2 separate regions of the Mus musculus genome follow, and region 2 is linked to region 1. The links are chromatin contacts, called in public HiChIP or PLAC-seq maps. All regions are on one chromosome and are shown on one strand. Each heading gives the region's core, a stretch centred on a gene start, on an enhancer-like site or on the middle of the called end of the contact. The rest is flanking DNA. Distances are from core to core; before and after follow the strand shown. Region 1 has its middle 29 kb from the start of Gm52124. Region 2 has its middle 21 kb from the start of Gm33299.

Region 1 (2,937 bases), core at 135-2,634:
TGCCCTATCTCCCAGAGCAGAAGCTTCCTCCTAACTCAAGAGTGGGGTGCAAACCTAGGTCTGCCTTGAACTGGAAGAGGGCATTGGATCCCATCACAGATGGTTGTGAGCCATCATATGGTTGCTGGGAGTTGAACTCAGGACCACTGGAAGAGCAGCCAGTGCTCTTAACCACTGAACCATCTCTCCAGCCCCCGGTCTCAGGGAAACTTAACCGTGGTTTTGCTTTTGTATTGTTTAAATTTTAGGTAGAGTCTCACTATATAAGCTCGGCCTATTTGGTCTAGAACTTGCTGTGTAGACCACGTTGTCTGGTTCCTTCTGTCTGTTCACCCCAGCGTGCTGTGGTCTCAGGCACAGGTTGCAGGGCCTGAGTTTGAATCCATAACACAGCCTGGCTTTTTAGGTGGGTGCTAGGGATTCGAACTCAGTCCCTCATGCTTGCCAGGTAAGCTCTTCTACCCACTGAGCCATCTTCCTAACCCCTTCTTTTAATAAAGAAATGCTTTATATGGAGTTTGCTTATCTGTTTCCTTTTCCTTCCTTTCTTCCTTTCTTTCTTAGGGGTGTCGGGGATAAAAGCTAAACAAATAGAGAAATGTTCCATCCTCAGCCTGGCATTTTGTGACAAGGTCTTACTTTTATATATGTAGTTCACACTGGCCTTGAACCGCTGATTTTTTTCTGCCTCTGCCACTGGGATGCTGGGAATTCAGGCATGCTCACCCCCCTACCAACAAAAGGGCTGTTTATAAACATGCAGGTAGAGCGAAGACATACTTGGAAGGGATTGTGGAGACTGAAAACAGCAGGAGTGACCCTGTGTGGAACAGCCAGGGGTGTGTGTGTGTGGCCTGTGCAACGCAGAGAAAACCTGTCAGGGAGGGTTGCTCAATGGGAATGAGTCCCGCCCTTTGGTGGAGAGACTTGAGTCACCTGGATGACCTGGCAGCAAAAGGACAGGGGAACACATTCCCTCGTTGGAGAACCCTGCTATTAACGTCTCAGTCCACCATGTCCAGATGGCTCTCCGAGCTGGCACAAAATGGAGGACTGCCTTTCTCAGTGGAGCTTCCGTTTCCCTGCTGGACCGTGTTCGGAGAGTGTTTCTGAGCACATATGCCTGACTTTACTGGGAGGATGGCCCAGCAAAGTGCTGCTGCATGACTCAGCAGATGAGACTCCCCTCCCCCGCCCTCCATCCCTCCCCCCCCGCCCCGCCCCCCCCCCCGCCCATATAATTAGGCTCTGTTAATGACCAATTGACCCTTCTCACCTATATGATAATTAGGTACTGAGTCGTCCTACCACACTCACAGCTGTCCAAACCCTCCTGAGCCCCTGTAGCCAATGACCCCTGAGGAAAGGGAGACCCACATTCCTTGACCTCCCTCTGTCATGCTCTCTGTCCCTGAGCTGTGAAGGAGCTAGGGCTGTGGTAAGGAATGTAGACTACACTGCCTCTCTGGATAGTTGGCAATGGGGTGGGGCAATATGATGCACCCACTGGCTGTTGAACTTTTTTTTTAAAATTAAGTATTTTCTCCATTTACATTTCCAATGCTATCCCAAAAGTCCGCCATACCCCCCCCCCAACCCCACCCCGCCGCCGTTGGACTTTTAAACCTGTATCTGGTAGACGTGGGAAAAGACTCAGAGGTTCAGCTACTTCTCAAAGCCATAGGTGTGCTTGAGGTTTAAAGCTAGGATTAGGTCAGTGTTTTCGTGGTGTTGGGGGTAGGACTCAGGACCTTGTGTAGGCAAGGCAACCATCCCACCACTATTGACAGCCCAGTTTGGTGACTCTTAGTCTTGCTTGATTGAACTATCGATCATAACTTTAAACAATACTGATGTTGGAGTTCCCGTTCTGAGAACTGATTGGTCTGGTTTGAAAAGTTCCCCAGAAGAGTCTAGACTGTAAAGCACAGTTGTTTGTTTGCTCTCTATGGTGGTTTGAGTAAGAATGGCCCCCTTAGGCTCAAGTATTGGAATGATGAGTCACCAGGGAGTGACACCCTTTGAAAGGATCAGAAGGATTACAGGCGTGACCTTGTTGGAGTAGACCCTGGCCTTGATGGAGAAAGTTTGTCACTGGGGATGGGTGGGGCTTCGAGGTTTTAAAAGCCCATGCCAGGCCCAGTCTCTCTCTCTCTGTCTCTCTGTCTCTCTCTCCCCCACCTCGTCAGATCAGAATGTAGCTCTCAATTACTGCTCCAGTACCTGCCTGCTTGCCACTATGCTTCCTGCCATGATAATAGACTAAACCTCTGAAGCTATAATCAAGTCCCCGATTAAATATTTTCTTTTATAAGAACTGTTTTGATCATGGTGTCTCTCCACAGCACCAGAACACCAACTAAGACACATTCCAGTGTCCATGCTGAATTTATTATAATGCAAGCTGTCAGGGGCATATAGCTGGTGGCAGAGCAGATTTGAGTGCTACAGGGGGAACCCTGGGGCTCTTCTTTGGGCTCTTAGTCTTGTTAATAAAAGGACTTAAAACAGACTCAGGGGGAAGAAAAGAACTTAAAACAGACTCAGGCTTTATCAGAGTGTGAGAAATAAAGACAGTGCAGGCAGGCTGCGAAGCCCTTTGAACCAGGCCCTCACGCAGCACACAGGGTCAGCACGAGAGGTTAGCAAGCAGCTACATAGTGAAAGGGGGAAGGGCGGCTTAAGAAAAAGAAAGCCCAACATTTTCTCGGGCTCTGACCAGTATCTGACAAAGACAGGAGTGCCATGTCTGAAGCAGACAGAAGGAACACCCTGTCCATGAAGCCCCCTCTCCCTAGCTTAGGGAGTGGAATCAACTCAGATGCCAGGCAGTATGTTAGAGAGAGCTCACAGCCCTAAAGAATGCCACCCACTTGCTGATTCTGGGGCAGATCTGAAAACCTAGACATTCCCTTCAGCTTTGCTCACTGGTTTGGG
Region 2 (3,310 bases), core at 443-2,942, 560 kb before region 1:
AGTAGAGATGTGTCAGATGTAGAGCATGTCTGTAATCCTGGCACTTAAAAAGCTAAGGCAGGAGGACTGTGAGCTGAAGGCCACCCTGGGCTACATGGTGAGTTCAAGGCTAGACCAAGGCTATAAAGCAGGCTGGAGGCCAGCCTGATTATACACAAACAAACACACACACACATACTCACATACATACTCTCATGCACATACACACTCAACACACACACACACACAATCACATACACACTCTCATGCACATACACACTCAACACACGTTCCTTATTTGTACCACCTCTTGGTCACTACACTCACCATAACCTACGTGCCCAAAGTCAGGATGTCCACAGAGATATGTGGTTGACTGGGTGTCCAAAGGCAAGCCTGACTGCAAAGCTGACTCAGAAGCTGGCCAACCGCCAAGGTCAAGCTGGACTGCCCTGCGGTTTATCTGTTACCAGATGTTTTCAGGAAGACGGGAAGTAGCAGGATTCAGACCTCCTTCCAGACCACACCTAAGTCCCTTGTATTCCTAGTTCATGAAAGCATGCTGAGGTACAACCCCACACGGGACACTTAGTCCTCCCTCAGCTGTGAGGCACAGAGATGTGGCTACACTGACACCATAGAAAGCTGCCCACCAGTGACTTTCCATGATAGAAATGACGGCTAAAGCTCAGGAGGTTGGGGTCGTGTTGATATTTTAGTCATGGGTAGACTTAAAGACATTGCAGTGACCTGTTAGGGACAGAGGTTTGATTGGTTTTTGTATGTTCTCTCTCTCTCCCTCTCCCTCTCTCTCTCTCTCTCTCTCTCTCTCTCTCTCTCTCTCTCGTATGTGTGTAGATATCCCACATGCAAGTAAAGATGAGAGAGTCACCTCAAGCATCAGTCATAAGAGCCTTTCTGCTGGTTTTCAGAGACAGCATCTTTCCTTGGGACATAGAACTTGCCGGGCAGCCTGGGCAGCCTGGACTCCGGGGATCTTCCTATGTCTGTCTTCCTCACCTGGATTATAAATACATACCACCATGCTCAGGTTTTTATGTGGGTGCTGGGGCCATACTCAAGTTCTCATGTAGAGATATCTCCCCAGCCCCTACTGCTTTTCTGAGACATAGTCTCAAGTAGCCCAGGCTAGCCTTAGTCCTCCCATCTCTACCTCCCAATTTTGGAATTATAATCATTAGCCACCATGCTCCACACACAGATAGAAGGGTACAATTTACAGTCAATTGATTTAAGAGTCTTTATTTCCTTCCCTCCCTCCCTTCCTTCTTTCTTTGTTTCTTTCCTTCCTGAGACAGAGCCTCACTTGGTAACACTAGATGACCTAAATTTTGCTATCTGGACCAGGATGACTTCAAACCCAGAGAGACATGCCTGCCTCTGTCAGGAGAGTTCTGGGATTAAAGGTGTGCCCTGACACATTCAAGCTTTGGGCAGTTTGGGGAAGGCACAGGCTTCTAGGAATACCTCAGAAACAGTGCTGAGAGCAGTGGAGAGGGCTGGGCTGGATTTCCAGAAAGGACAATGTCTGGAGAAGACTCGTTGGAGGAACAGAGAGAACATTTGCGGGTGACATTCCGCACCTCCTGCTGCTTCTGTGCTCTCCTGAATGTCACCCTGGAGAGCAGGGTTTCTCCCAGATCGCCTGAGCTCTGCTCTGAGTCACCGCCAGACATTTGTTTTTGCTCTTGTTTTCCATTATAGCAACCTTATCTGGTGAGTGGTGAGTCAGGACCAGCCGAGGAAGGAGGGGAGGGAGGCTCTGAGGGAAGGAGCAAAGCAGACATCTTGGTCAGAGAGCTGCTCTGGCCTGGGTGAGGATCCTAGGCTACAGAGGGGATGGAACAAGGTCATTTGAAGGGGACCCCCCCCCCCCCTTCCCAGTGACATCCACACCAGGCTTGCCACTAGTGTGGCATGACAGATTTTCATCTAAGTTCCTCCTAGGCCAGACTTCATTCCTCCTGAGGACAAATGAGAGAGAGAGAGAGAGAGAGAGAGAGAGAGAGAGAGGGAGAGAGAGAGAGAGAGAGAGAGAGAGAGAGAGAAGCAAAAGGGCTGGCAAGATGCTCAGTAGGTAAAAGTACCTTCCACTAAGCCCCCAGGCCCATGGAAAGAACCAACTCCCAACTGAATGTCATCCTCTGATCTCTGCATGTACATCATGTGTGTGTGTGTGTGTGTGTGTGTGTTTGTACACAAATAGACAAGTAATGAAATATCAACAAAAGCACATAATTCATTTGATAGAAAAGAAGGGAGAACTCCTTTTCTCAGCACACAGATCACTGCAAGTTAAAGAGAAAGAGAGACTTTTTCTATTCTTCCCAAACAGGCATGAATCTTCTGGTGATTAAATAAGACCCTCACCAATGTTACAACTCAAGAGTGTTTCCTCTTAGACTCAGAAGCCACCTCTTTACAGTGATGTCATCCAGAAGCCCTGCCAGTCAGAAGTGTCATGAATGAGATGGGCCTGGTCCCGTGATGGCCCATGTCCTCCTTAGGGGAGTTGTCCCTGTGCTCTGTGCGCAGCATAGTCTAGCCTAGGGGGAGCTTGTTCACTGCCCAACCTCATGCCCTTCTCCCTATCATGGGAGTTAAAGATGGTTCTCGTTTGGAAGTAGAGTTTCTTTCCCTCTCCCTCTCCCTCCCTTCCTCTCCCTCCCCTCAGCCCCTCCCTCTCCCTCCCCCTCTCCATCCTTCCCCTCCCTCTGCGTCTGTGTGTCTGTACATGCATGAGCTTTCTGGTGGCTAGGTTTTATGTCAACTTATCACAAATTAGGGCCATCTGAGAGGAGAGAACCCCAACTGAGAAACCATCTCCATAAGATCAGGCTGTAGGCAAGCCTGTAGGGCATTTTTACATAGTGACTGATGGGGAAAGGCCCAGTCCACCACAGATGATACCACTCCCCTGAGCTCTATAAGGAAGCAGGGTGAGCAAGCCATGGGAGCAAGTCAGTAAGCAGCACCCCTCCATGGCCTCTGCATCAGATCCTGCTTCCAGGTTCCTGCCCTGTTTGATGATAAACTGTGAGATGGAACCCTTTCTTCCCCAAGACATGATGTCTCATCAAAGCCGTAGTTACCCCAAACAACCTTGTCCATGTATGTAGTGTGTGTATGTGTGTGTGTGTGTGTGTGTGTGTGTGTAAGAGAGAGAGAGAGAGAGAGAGAGAGAGAGAGAGAGAGAGAGCTGTTCCTCAGGCACTACTCTTGTTTTGTTTTGTTTTTCAACACAGGGTTTCTCTGTGTAGCCCTGGCTGTCCTGGAACTCACTCTGTAGACCTGTAGGCTGGCCTACCAG

Evidence for each region. HiChIP or PLAC-seq counts read pairs in DNA pulled down with a chosen protein or histone mark.
Region 2: an H3K27ac HiChIP or PLAC-seq map of trophoblast stem cells shows a contact between it and region 1, with 3 times the contacts expected there. The contact joins two enhancer-like sites. A contact is called at or near these places in 4 of 115 datasets of contacts at active chromatin or transcription factors (cardiomyocytes, embryonic stem cells, pancreatic cancer cells and 1 more) and 1 of 9 other capture datasets (embryonic stem cells).

The regions. Positions count from the first base shown.
Region 1 is chr14:120,879,233-120,882,169 of GRCm38.p6, reverse strand. No RefSeq gene overlaps it. Among named protein-coding and RNA genes, the nearest start is that of Gm52124, 29 kb to the right of the region's middle. Within about 2 kb of position 1,384, at least 18 of the 459 cell types and tissues checked have an H3K27ac peak or open chromatin away from gene starts, as enhancers often do. A contact at or near this core is called in trophoblast stem cells, where this site is marked.
Region 2 is chr14:121,434,348-121,437,657 of GRCm38.p6, reverse strand. No RefSeq gene overlaps it. Among named protein-coding and RNA genes, the nearest start is that of Gm33299, 21 kb to the left of the region's middle. Within about 2 kb of position 1,692, at least 143 of the 459 cell types and tissues checked have an H3K27ac peak or open chromatin away from gene starts, as enhancers often do. A contact at or near this core is called in trophoblast stem cells, where this site is marked.